Linked DNA regions of Macaca mulatta: region 2 is linked to region 1. Evidence: chromatin contacts called from public Hi-C data. All regions are on one chromosome and are shown on one strand. The core of a region is the stretch at or near the end of the contact, and the rest is flanking DNA. Distances in the headings are between cores, read along the strand shown.

Region 1 (6,521 bases), core at 2,488-4,987:
CAGGAGTGAGCCACTGTGCATGGCCCTGGATGGTTTTTTGTTGTTGTTATTGTTTTCTGATTCCATTTTCCCTCTGGTCTTCTGCAAGTGTCTGAGAGCATAGGCTGGAGAAGCAAGCTGGGGGGTGTCCGTCAGTTCCATTTAGGCATGTGGATTGATTGTCCTCTCATCTGGCCATCTCCAAAATGGCTGCCATGTGTCACATGTTATGCTGAAGTGGGAAGATATTTCAGCAAGTGAAGCTTAGGGGACTGGGAAAATCCTGCAGGGTTTCTAGGTCCATCCTGTCCCTGGTGGGGCAGCAGTTGGACCCAGGAGGAAGCGATACTTGACATACCACACAGCTGGCTTGCACAAACTGAAAGGTTTGTTTATTCATTTGTCATAAAGCACAGTCAACCCTAGTGAATTCTCCTGGATGAGTGAAGACAGCTCATCAACAACCCCTCCATGAGGAGAAACCAAATGCAATCCCAGCACTCTCCCTGTTACTTATTAGGTCAGCAGCTAAAGCCAAAGATCTCTCTGGGTGTTTTTAAGCCTGGTGATTGGTGGACCCCTTAGAGGCACAGGTGAGGGAAATGCTCAGAGCGTCGTGGAGAATCCAGCACAACCATCAGCCTCAGAGGGCCTGCTGAAGGCCAGCCCAGGGGATAGGACCAGTCAGACAAGGTCCTGCTGTTGAGGAGCCCCAGTCTAGATCAAGAGAAGGTAAATAGCCTCTGGGACAGTGAATGAAAATGGGAGATTGAATCAGAGCCCCAGATAACCAGAGGCCAACACCATCCCATGGTCCGTAGGAGTCCCTGGGCTGAATGTTAGGGGTGTATGAACACAGGGCAGGCATGTTCCTGGGGATGCTCCTCAAAGGAAACAGAACTGGGAGAGTTTGAGAGGAGAGGAGGGGCACCTCTAACCTACATTTTCAGGTCCTCCTGGGTCCCCTGTGCTGTGCCCTTTGTCACCAAGGCAGCAGAGACCCTGAAGGTCTGCTAACAGCCAGGAATCCACTCTGAGGAGGGCAACTCCCCAGGCCTTCAGGCTGGGTAGAGCTAATTAACCACACAGGAACCAGAGGCATGTTGATTTAAATCTGTGGAAAGCCATAGCTCCTGTGGTTTCTACAAAAACAAAAAATACACATCCTTTCCCCCATTTCAAGTAGCCCAACCCACACTGACTGGGGTCTGTGAAGCTATAACAGCCTGGGTTGGGACAAGGTCAGGCCACTGGCCTGCCCATAATGTTTGTGAGCATATTCTTCCCCAGGAGGAAATATGTGGCATAAGACTGCCACATCCCAGACCAACACCAGGGAGACAACTAATAACAGAGTTGTCATATATGTGCCAGTCACTTGTCCTGGTGGTGTACCTACATCAGCCTGGGTGCACTGACTCATGCTCATAATCCCAGCACTTTGGGAGGCTAAGGTGGGTGGATCACCAGAGGTCAGGAGTTCAAGACCAGTCTGGCCAACATGGTGAAATCCTGTCTCTACTAAAAATACAAAAACTAGCCAGGAGTGTTGGTGGGCACCTGTAATCCCAGCTACTAGGGAGGCTGAGGCAAGAGAATCATTTGAACCCGGGAGACGGACGCTGCAGTGAGCTGAGATCGCACCACTGAACTCCAGCCTGTATGCTGGGTGACAGAGCGAGAATCTGTCTCAAAAAAAAAAAAAAAAAAAGAAAAAAATTAAGTATCTACATCAGCCACTTCACCCTTACAATCCCTCATATTCGAGGAGCTACTAAGATTCTAACTTTGCAGAATAGGAAATGGAGGCTCAGTGAGCCTAAGTCAGTTGCCAAGGGTCCTATCAGGGCTGAGATGTGGACTCTTTTGGAGCCTAAATGTGCACATGTAGTCACCACTCACGAAGCTGTATCAAACATCCTGCAGCACAGGAGGAAACACGGCAAGGACCATCATCTGCAGGAAGAGAGGCTCTCTTCATCCTAGGTCATCCCAGAGGGGCCAGGCAGTTTAGCGCAAAAGACGGGAGGTATAAAGTCAGGAGAAAGTGTCAGGAAGTGGGGGCTCTGCATTTCCTCTTTCTCTTACTTGCTCCATCCCAGAGGCCAGGAGTGGAGGGGGAGCAGCTTGGAGGGCACAGGGGAAGGCCCAGGGAGGGTCCTGGCTCCTCCTCACCAGAACTGACACCGCCACCAGTCTGCGCAGCAGGCTGGCTATCAGCATTCATTGGGATCCCTGGATTATTCTAGGTTCAGTTAGAACTGCTTACACCCGGCCGGGAGCGGTGGCTCAAGCCTGTAATCCCAGCACTTTGGGAAGCCGAGACGGGCGGATCACGAGGTCAGGAGATCGAGACCATCCCGGCTAACCCGGTGAAACCCCGTCTCTACTAAAAAATACAAAAAACTAGCCGGGCGAGGTGGCGGGCGCCTGTAGTCCCAGCTACTCGGGAGGCTGAGGCAGGAGAATGGCGTAAACCCGGGAGGCGGAGCTTGCGGTGAGCTGAGATCCGGCCACTGCACTCCAGCCTGGGCGACAGAGCGAGACTCCGTCTCAAAAACAAACAAAAAAAAGAACTGCTTACACCCTATGTGATATATTCCACAACATTAGGAGAATTAAATGGGTTTGTAAAATGGGTTCAAGTTACTCAAGCCTTTCTACACAGTCATGATTTATGAAGCCAGAGATGAACTGGAATATAGGGTGCATTTCCTAGGAAATATTCTCCCATAGGAAAGTACAGGCTTGTGTGAGAAGCCACCAAAGCACACAATCCTGAGTAGTGGGCAGACACCGGTTGTAAATGTGAGGCAGCGGGGAAGTAATTCGGAAAGCTCTCAGGATAATGCAGAGGCAACATTATCCTGAGAGACAGTCCTGGGATCCACAGCTCCAGGCCTGAGAACCATAAACTCCTTTTCTCCATTCCCCAAGGTCACTCTCCCAGGGCTGACTGAGGTGGCCTCCCAGCTGGCTTCACGCAGCCCTGTCACACCCTCCATCTGTGCCCGGGGCACTTCCTGAGACTCCAGTTCCTCAGTGTGAATCCCAGATGGTTCCCATCACCATCTGGATAAAGGTTCCACTCCCCAGCTGGCCTTAGAGACCCCCACAATCCGGCCCGACCACCAAGCACCCTCCCTCTCCTTCCCTCTACGACTTCGCATCTCTGAACACACTTGTTCCTCTGCCTTCCCAACTCCTATGCATCCTTTGAGCCATCCTTGGGCCCCTCTCCTCTCCGAGGCCTGTCGTCACGACGTCTGCCCGCTGTGGCACTCCAGTTACCCGGAGGAGAGTTGCTACTCTCGAGTTCACCGAGGCGGAAAGCGCCCCCGGCTCCAAAGCAGGGCTCAGCGCGACGACCCCGAGGCCGCTTCTAGTGGCAGGTGCCCCTCCTCACAGGGCCCTCGCAGCGATCCCGCCGGGCCCCGCCCGGCTCCTTCTCAGCACGCGACAGCCGCGTGGGTCCTGGACAGCGCATGCGCGGGCGCCGGCGGCCGTTTCCCAGCGACCCCGAGGCTGGCGCGTGGACACACGTCCTAGCGGGCTGGCGGGAGCGCGCACAGGGGGGAGGGGGCGTATGCAGGGACGGGGGCCGCGAGACGCGCATGCGCAGCGGCAGGCGGCGGCGCGAGCCGAGCTGGGAGATGGCGGCGGCGGCGGCGGCGGCGGCGCCGAGAGTGTGAGCACTGCCAGGCAGCCGCCGGCCCGGGCGCAGCGCGACCCCGACCCCGCCCGCCCGCCTGCCCGCCATGGGCAACGAGGCCAGCCTGGAGGGCGGCGCTGGCGACGGGCCGCTGCCGCCCGGAGGCGCCGGCCCCGGCCCCGGTCCCGGCCCCGGCCCCAGCCCCGGCGCAGGAAAGCCTCCTTCAGCACCGGCCGGCGGCGGACAGCTCCCCGCGGCTGGAGCAGCGCGGTCGACCGCTGTACCACCGGTCCCTGGCCCCGGCCCCGGCCCCGGCCCTGGCCCGGGCAGGTAAGCGCGTGTCTCGGCGCCCGGGGGGCGGTGAGCTGCAGCCTGAGGCCGGGGCCCGGGCCCAGGATCCCGCGATCTAGTGTGGACAGCGAGGTTCGACGTCCGGCCGCACTTTGAACCCTGCCGGACTGGTGTGAACTGGGTGGTCGCGGGAAGCGGCCCTTCCTTTCCAGCTGCCCCGCTTTGGCGTGGCAGGATGACGAGCGCAGGGTCAGTCGGGGCCTGCAGACCGTGACTCCGTCACGAACCCCAAATTCGTTTCTCCCCAACGCTCGGGCCTGACCGCTCAGGAGGGGCTTATGTAACCTTAGCCTGGTCCCTCCGCACAGGGGAGCAATGGGATGGAAAACGTCCTCCCTGTCTGCTGGTGTCTGCATGTGTCCATTGTGCTGGGCCGAGGAAAGAGCACAATGGGAGTGGCTGTCAGGGAAGATAAGTGTCACTGCGAGGAACAGAGAGATGAAAATAGTTGAACCATGAACTTGGTCTTGGGCTTTCCTTGGGCATTTAGTGGCTGTAATCACCTTTGGGGGAAAGGAAAATTGCCCACTGGACACCAAGAGGTGCTTATTTAGGCCCAACAATACTAATAGGATCATGTGCTTTCACCAAGGTTTAGGGAAACATTTTGGGGTGAAGCAAAAATGCTATTGAGTCATCCAGCACCAGATATGTTCTTGTTACCTTATGATTTAGATCAAACCAGTGGAAAAGCTGAAAGCCACACAGAATGCTTTAAACAGAACATATCTGATTAAATACTGTGAAACCAGTTTGTTTTAAATGTATGCCAACCCAGGTCCTGCAAAAACAGTCAAGTGGCAGTGAAGGCTGTAAGGGAATGCCAATATATAATAAGTTGTAGACTGAAAACTCAGGAAAACTACTAAGAGATGACAGGATAAAATGGAAGGCATTATCTTTGCACCAAATAGGCTTGGGGAGTAGCAAAACCCCCAGGGGGTGGGAGGGAGGTGCTTCCAGCTCCATGTGAGTCTGCTGATATATGTTGCCCTGGCTTTTCTGTGTGGGAGCACATAAACTGTGAGAATGCATAATTTTTTATTCTTTGGCTGCCCGACTGTATCTCTTGTGTGTTTATTTCCTCAGAAGTCATTTCTTAGACAACAAACAGTAATGAAAAGCTCTTAAGTAGCTTGAAACCTGCGGCAGACAGGTCAGCCTGTGAGCATCCTTTTTAGAGGTGGGATTTGTCCATTTTACACTAGCTATAATAGTAATGCAGTTGGATAGCACACAGCTCTTAGCACTGCAAACACTGTCCATTTTGCTGCGTGTTGAGTTGCTGTTTGGGTTTTAGCTTGACGGAGGCTCACCCAGGCTTTAGTGTTCTTCTTCTAAGGGAAAGCTTCTGTAGCTGAATGGAAAAACACCTTGTTGTTGAGAGTTCCCTGTATGGGGAATTTGTCATTTCTCTTCTGATAACCAAACAGGCTGCTCTGCTTGTAGTTTATCAGATGTTGCAGAGCCAATCATACAAAATTCTGGAAAGACCTGGGCAGCTCAGAGGGACTGTAAGAAGGCTGATGTCTATTGCTCATATGCCTTTTTAGTGTTTCATTTCTACTTCATCTGTACATTCTGCTGCAGGGCAGACCCATGAACCGCTGTGGGTGAGGGGAACCACGGACTCTTGCTGGATTTAGTAGTCATACAATATCTTACCTGGCTGTGGGCAAGGCTCATACCTGGGCCTGTGGTGCTGAGGTCCTGCGACTATCAGACTCAGGAAGTGAGAACCAGAGACCATTAGGAGGTGGGATTTACTCCTCCAGCTGATATTCAGCTTATCATAGCACCTCAGCTGAGCAGCACCTCCATGGCTTATCTCTCCTTCAGTATCACAATGGCTTCTACTTCCTCTCACTAGAGCATCTCAGGTACCTGATGCCAAATTTAGCATGTTCTCTTCTAAGATGCTACTGAACAGATTGGCCCATTGATGAGGAAAAAGCCCTGTAGATGTGCTTCTGGGCATTCAGGAAAGAGCATTAGCACAGAGACATATTTGCTTTCAGTAAGATTTTGAGTTTTGGGGCAGTCAGAAACCTCATAGAGGTGGGTAGAGGGCCAGGAAAAAGGGAGATGATTCTGGGGGAGTTAAATCCTATTGCCATATTACCTTGTCATCCCAGGCTGAATTAGTCTTTTCATCCTCATACTGAGCTGACTTGGACTCTGTGAGGAGGTGGCTCCAGCATTTGCCACTGAAAAGCCTGACTTGAATCCCATGAGTAGCAGTGCTGCCACACCCATAGTGCTGCCTCTTAGCCTGTTGGGATGATGTGGAGCTTTGGGCATTAGAGAATCCCTCAAGGAAGGTCTCTCTGTTTCTGGTGTCAAGGTGGCCATGTACAATTATATAATCTATGTCTTTTCCAAGGAGTGCTGGTTTGGGAGAAAGCTGAACTCTATCCCAGGCTCCACTTTCCAAGCTGTGTGCCCTGGTGTAGGCTGCATCCTCTTAAAGGAAGGGGCATCATTCACTCATTAATTCATTTACTTATTTATGGAGATATGCCTAATGTACAGTGGAACG
Region 2 (6,721 bases), core at 2,850-5,349, 120 kb after region 1:
AGCCATCATCTAACACCTCTGGCCACCCAGGACCAGGTCTGTGTGGGGATGTGCCTTGGAGACCAAGGCAATAGTCCTTTCCACTACAGGCCAGGGGATGGGACAAGAAGCAGGGAACAGGCAGGGAAATGTTAGGAGGTCAGCCTCCAGCAGGCCCAGTCTCAACGCTCTAAAGTACTGACTTTTCAGCAAATTTCCTTTCTGGCAAAGCCCTCTGAGTTTGAAATTCTGACATCTGCCACTCCTCATCCCTCACTGTACCCACAGCATACATCATCGCCCCTCTGTGAAGGCGGCTGGAGCAGGCCTCTGGTCCATGGACTGTCCTTCCTGGCCCTTGCATGGATGCAGTTGTGACTCTGGGGACAATGCAGCCAGAAGCTGAGGGACCAGCATTCGGTGCCTTGGAAAGTAGAGAGCAACAGACACATCTCCAAATGGGCAAGGAGTCTCTAGCATGCAGCCCAGGACTTCTCCATACCCCTCTCCCCAGCATCATGAGCAAGGGCATTGCCTCCTCTCTCTGCCCACTTCAGGGCCCAGTGCACTCACTTTACAGTGACAGATCTCCCCCTACCATCATCCTTTTAGTCCTTGGGCAGAGCATGTGGTCTCAGGGCCCACAGTGAAAGAAGAGCAGTGGTGGCAACTATGCCTTGTCTTCTGGAGCCTGTAGGGAGTTTTCCAGGCAGGTCCTTTGCCATGACAGCATGGTCTGGCCCTGTTGGCCCCTCCCCTCTCCTGTTACCCACCCCCGTGCTGTAAATACTTGTCATCATGGACTCCAACAGGGTCAGAGGGACAGGCCTAATCAACTAAAACTCCTCGGAGATGCCATCTCTGTCTCCCTGGGTGCCAGCAGCCCTGCTGCCATGTGCACTGGGGTGGCACTGGAGAGCCATGGAAGTTGTGAGATATTGTGTGTGTATGCACATATGTGTGTGTGTGTGTGTGTGTGTGTGTGTATATGTTTCTGCCTCATTCAGTTTCCGGGGTGAAATCAGCTCCTTCTCTCCAAATGCACTACCCTGGAGAGTGGTGGCCACTCAATACCTTTTCCTCTAGCTTTCATGTCTTGGTTTTTGCTTTCCCCTTCCTCCTCCCTCTCTCCCTTTCTTTCCTTCTCTCCTTCTTTATTTGAGGGGGGAAGAGTGCTGTACAAAGTCAAACAAACAAGTTTACAGTTGTAAGTGCAATGACCCGAGTCCTCCACATGACCTTGTGAATTGTGTGCTGTCCTCCTGTGCTCTGTGAGAACTCGTGGTACTTCAGTGTCCCTCCCCCTGTATTGTGACAAGGTAATTCTGTGGTATCAGAATAAAAGGACTTGATATAAACAATCTACAGACTGTTTCTGGAATGCTTTCTCAAGTGGGAAGGCTTAGCTGAAGGAGCAAATCCCCAAATTTGCGACAATCCTGTCCATGGTTAAAGGGAAAAGGATGGACAGAGTTGCAGAAGTGCTGGCACAGCATGGGGCTGAGTCCACACCAAGCCATCCAAAGACACTGGGCCCTCCACAAAGGTGCCCAAGGGGAGGTCCCAAGCTTGGACCTGGAGCAGGCAGTCAGTGCGCAGGCTGTTAAGGGACAGCACCTCCATGGCCTTTAGGTGTGTTGGCTGCACACACAGCTTTCTGTGTGTTCCTGTGGTTCCACGGAGGCAGTGAACAAATGCTGCCCCCTGGTGCTGCCAACAAGCCCTACACCTCTCTGCCTTTCTCTGATTTTTCCGACCCCCAAACTCTTGCTGGCTGTCAGACCTTAGGCCTTCCTCAGATGGTCAGGAGTACCTCCTTACCAAAGTCACCCAGAGTTGTTAGATTTTTTTTTTTTTTAACACAGATAAACAAGAATCCCAGCTCCACCTCTGGCCCTCTCCCCAGAGTTAACATCTTGATGCATGTCCTTCTTTCCTGTTTGTTGTTCCAGTCTTCATTTTAAACCGAAGCCAGAAGGTGCAATATATCCTGTTTTCTAGCTTTCTGTTTATTTCCACATGTTTATTTCAGGTACTTAAATGTTCGTCTTCCAGTGCTCAACCTCCAGAGAGATACATGAGTTCGTAGCCAGTCTACCACACACAACCTTAGGAACAGGTGCTATGTTCCCAGTGTTCCTATCATAAACAATGCTTGATGAACAGCCTAGTTTCCAATCTTTCCACCCAAACTGGTGGCTGGGGCCACTCGTTCTACTCCTGTTTCTGGCCTTGATACAGTCCTGTACATACTCACAAATGCAGTGGCGTCAGAAAGTTGGTACTCTTTTTTTTTTTCCTTGAGACAGAGTTTCACTCTTGTTGCCCAGGCTAGAGTGCAATGGCACGATCTCGGCTCATTGCAACCTCCACCTCCCAGGTTCAAGAGATTCTCCTGCCTCAGCCTCCCAAGTAGCTGGGATCACAGGCGCATGCCACCACACTCCACTAATTTTTGTATTTTTAGTAGAGACAGGATTTCACCGTGTTGGCCAGGCTGGTCTTGAACTCCTGGCCTCAGGTGATCCACCCGCCTCGGCCCTCCAAAGTGCTGGAATTATAGGCGTGAGCCACCGCGCCCGGCCGGAACTTTTTTTTTTTTTTTTTTTTGAGACAGAGTCTCACTCTGTCACCCAGGCTGGAGTGCAGTGGCACGATTCTCGGCTCACTGCAAGCTCCGCCTCCTAGGTTCCCGCCATTCTCCTGCCTCAGCCTCCCGAGTAGCTGGGACTACAGGCGCCTGCCACCACACCCAGCTAATTTTTTGTATTTTTAGTAGAGACGGGGTTTCACCATGTTAGCCAGGATGATTTCTATCTCCTGACCTCGTGATCCGCCCGCCTTGGCCTCCCAAAGTGCTGGGATTACAGGCGTGAGCCAGTGCGCCCGGCCGGCCAGGACTCTTTTTTTTAACTTAACTAGTAATCTTGAGTAAGTAATGATGCGGCTGATGGGAAAGGGGAAGCTGCAGGCCAGACAGGTGGACTCTCAATCACAAGCACACCATGGAGCAGGGAGCCAGGGCCCTGATGTGGAAGACCAGCCAGACTCAGGTATATGGAGGGGACATCCTTACTGTCCAGCCTCTCCTGATCTCTGCTGGCACCTTAGCCCAGCCAATCCTGTGTCACGTGCACAGGAAGCCTGCCTGCCTAGGTTCTTTCCACAGGAAGCTCCCTGGACCTTGGTGGAGTCTGAGCCCACCAGGGTCCCCACACCCAAGAGCTCAGGTTGAGGCCTAGGGAGGAGGGGAAGGAACCCACCGGCTCACAGTCCCCAACAAGGAGCCACTGAGAAGGGTGGGTAAAGGCTGCGGGGATAGATAGCTCTTGCGGCAGGCCTGGTGACTGATAAGCCCAGGCAGCACCCTGAGAGTTGGCACTCGCCCCTCTGCCCCGCACCCCAGGGCTTTGCTTTGCGCCCTCCGCCCGGACTCTGGCCTTTCTCTTCTTCGTCTGCCTGGGAGTCCCTCCAGGGCAGGGCCTGGCACTGTCTAGTGAATGTCGGCTCGTAGTGGACCCGAAGGAACCCTACAGTCAGCCCCAGAGCCGCGGGAGATCCACGATGCGGCCGGCTCCCCCCTCCCCGCCCTCACCCTCACGGGCTCCCGGCTCCTCATTCCTCGCGGGGCTCCACTCTGGACCCGCCCGCCTCGCCCTTCATCCTCAGAGACTCATTGGTCCCATTCCCCTCGGGCCTCGCCCTTCAGGTGCTCGGGCCATGCCCGTCCGACCGCGCTGCTTCCGCCTCGCAGTCCTGTCTCACCCGCTTCTCTCGTAGGCCCTTCTACCCCCCCCGAAGCCCGGCTCCCGGGTTCCGCTTCCACAGGCCCGCCCTCTCTCCTCCGAGATCCAACGCCTCGCCCCACGGCCCCGCCCCCCACTTGACTAGTCCGCCCCTGGAAGGCCAGCTCCTCCTCTCGACGCCCCTGCTCTCTCCACCCGGGACTTCTCGCTGCCAGGCCGGGTCCTCTCACCGTCAAGGCCCGCCCCTTGCCAACGGTTCTCGCCTATTCGCCGAAAGCCCCCCCTCCCAGATTGCCGCAGGGCAGGGGCGGAGACAGCCCGGGCGGTCCCAGGCTCCGCCCCCGGAAGCCTCACTTCCGGGCGCGAGCACCCCCCCGCCCCGCCTCGCCCAGGCGGCAGAGAGGAGACTATGGAACGTCAGGTGAGGGCTCGGCCCGCGGTCCCCGTGGTCCCTGCAGCCCGGACCGGGCCTGACCCTGGTGTGTCCCCTGCGCAGGTGCTGCTGAGCGAGCCCGAGGAGGCGGCGGCTCTGTATCGGGGCCTTAGCCGCCAGCCCGCGCTGAGCGCCGCCTGCCTGGGCCCGGAGGTCACCACACAGTACGGCGGCCAGTACCGGACGGTGCACACTGGTGTGTGTGCGAAGGGGAACTGGCTGGCGACGGGGTCGCGCACTGGGGTGGGAAGGAAGCGGGTGTGGAGGGCTCGCTGCTTGACAGTGTGTAAGGGTGTATGGGGAGCCGGCCTGTACTTGGAGGATACACTCCCACAGGTCCCTGCACACAGGTGTGTGGGGAGGCGGGGGCGTGCGGGGCGTTATCGGATGGTGCCCATGAGTGCACGAGATGATGGTGTAGGGGTAGAATTCAAACCTGGGTTCAGGGCGTGGACTTTGTAGGGTGCTCCGCCAACACTCCATCCCATACACATGCCAGGCTGCCCTCAAGATTCCAGGGTGGGTGCTGGGGTTACTAGGGGGTTCTCTCAAAGAGGCTGTCAGCTCAGGCTCTGGAGGCCTGGACTAGGGTTGTGGACAAGTGTTGTCCAGCCCGCAGCCAGGGTGTCAGTGTCTGGAGACAGATTGAGAGACTGAGGAAGATCTAGGCCTTCCTGGGTCAGGTGGGCTGGGGGGCAGTAGCCAGGAGTAGCCAAGACAAGGTGAGCAGCCTCATGCCTCCCCTCACAGAGTGGACCCAGAGGGACCTGGAACGCATGGAGAACATTCGATTCTGCCGCCAATACCTGGTGTTCCATGACGGGGACTCAGTGGTGTTTGCCGGACCTGCAGGCAACAGTGTGGAGACCCGGGGGGAGTAAGTTTGAGGAAGGAATCTTGTGAGCAAGGCCACAGCGTCTGCAATGCAAGTCTTTTGTGAATGCCCACCATGTGCCTAGAAGGGAGACCAGGAGCCAGATTCTTGCCCCCTTGGGAGCTCATTCAGTTTCTGGTGACATGGCCTGATAAGCAACGGAGGCTTGCTCCAAACTCACCTGGACTAGAGCCTGTGGTGGCCTGGGGGAGCTGGGGAGAGTAGAGTCTCTGCCTCAGGGAGGAAAGGCAAGGTACTCCAGAAGCTGGTGTGGGGCCAGAGCCTCAAGAATCTCTCCTAAGAGGTGGTGCCCAGTAAGGGAGCAGGAAGGGGTTATTGCAAGATACTCCTGACCTGTGCTACCCCATGTCCACAGACTGCTGAGCAGAGAGTCTCCTTCAGGCAGCATGAAAGCTGTGCTGCGCAAGGCTGGAGGCACGGGCCCTGGGGAAGAGAAGCAGTTCCTGGAGGTGAGTCTACATGGGACCAGGTAGTGGGTGACTAGAGAGAGGCTCTGCCCCACAGATAAGGCTCTGTTAGCGGGCAAACAGCCTAATGCCCAGATGTCCTCAGGTCTGGGAGAAGAACCGGAAGCTCAAGAGTTTCAACCTATCAGTGCTGGAGAAACATGGGCCTGTTTATGAGGATGGTGAGGCATCTGGCTGGTGAGCAGGCAGGGTGGACAGGAGGGGTAGCCGTAGCCCTGGGCCCCCCCCTGATTGGCCCTCCCTGCACCCAGACTGTTTTGGCTGCCTGTCCTGGTCGCACTCGGAGACACACTTGTTGTATGTGGCAGAGAGGAAGCGCCCCAAGGCCGAGTCCTTCTTTCAGACCAAAGCCTTGGACGTCAGTGCCAGCGATGATGAGATAGCCAGGCTGAAGAAGCCAGACCAACCCATCAAGGTGCTCGTGGTCAATCCACGAAGGCCCAGCAGGGCAGCCCTGGGGCTCAGTGTGCTCCCTTCCCATACTGTGCTTGTCAGACCTGGGGAGGCACTAGCTTCTAGGAAGCAGAGCAGGTCCTATAGACAGGCTGGGCATTGAGTATCTTGTGTTCTCAGGGGGATCAGTTTGTGTTTTACGAAGACTGGGGAGAAAACATGGTTTCCAAAAGCATCCCTGTGCTCTGCGTGCTGGATGTCGAGAGTGGCAACATCTCTGTGCTTGAGGGGGTCCCTGAGAATGTGTCCCCTGGACAGGTCAGCAGCAACAGCCTATGTCCCTCCTGGAGTCTGGGGCCCTTCTTCAGCTACCATCCCTTGTTCACTTCTGCCCTGTGATCTTGTTTGCAGGCATTCTGGGCCCCTGGAGATGCTGGTGTGGTGTTTGTGGGCTGGTGGCATGAGCCCTTCCGGTTGGGCATCCGCTTTTGCACCAATCGCAGGTGAGGGAGTGGGGCAAGGCAAGGGACCTTGCAGCCCAGCTGGCCTTGAGACTGAATGTCTGTCTCGCGGTTCCAGGTCAGCCCTGTACTATGTGGACCTCATCGGGGGGAAGTGTGGTAAGTGGCTGATGCCCACCTGTGCTTTGCTGACACATGTTGGCCCTGCCAGCCTGCGTGATGCTCTTGTTTCCATCTGGCCCAGAGCTCCTCTCAGATGATTCCCTGGCTGTCTCTTCTCCCCGGCTGAGCCCAGACCAATGTCGCATTGTCTACCTGCAGTACCCATCTCTGATCCCCCATCATCA

The links. Hi-C and Micro-C count contacts between places; a contact is called where the count stands out from the background.
Region 2: a contact with region 1 is called in a Hi-C map of fetal cortex germinal zone, with 2.2 times the contacts expected there. The contact joins the promoter of APEH here to the promoter of BSN in region 1. A contact is called at or near these places in 8 of 14 Hi-C or Micro-C datasets (CD4 T cells, blood, cortical neurons and 4 more).

What each region holds. Positions count from the first base shown.
Region 1 is chr2:113,016,341-113,022,861 of T2T-MMU8v2.0, forward strand. It overlaps BSN (bassoon presynaptic cytomatrix protein), which reads left to right and starts at 3,738. Exons shown (of 13, transcript XM_077992567.1): 1 at 3,738-3,961. The coding sequence starts at 3,738.
Region 2 is chr2:113,133,404-113,140,124 of T2T-MMU8v2.0, forward strand. It overlaps APEH (acylaminoacyl-peptide hydrolase), which reads left to right and starts at 4,100. Exons shown (of 22, transcript NM_001261735.1): 1 at 4,100-4,146; 2 at 4,222-4,354; 3 at 4,909-5,035; 4 at 5,409-5,502; 5 at 5,606-5,681; 6 at 5,772-5,935; 7 at 6,094-6,231; 8 at 6,325-6,416; 9 at 6,493-6,533; 10 at 6,619-6,721. The coding sequence starts at 4,135. BSN (bassoon presynaptic cytomatrix protein) reads left to right here. Exons shown (of 13, transcript XM_077992567.1): 13 at 1-1,340.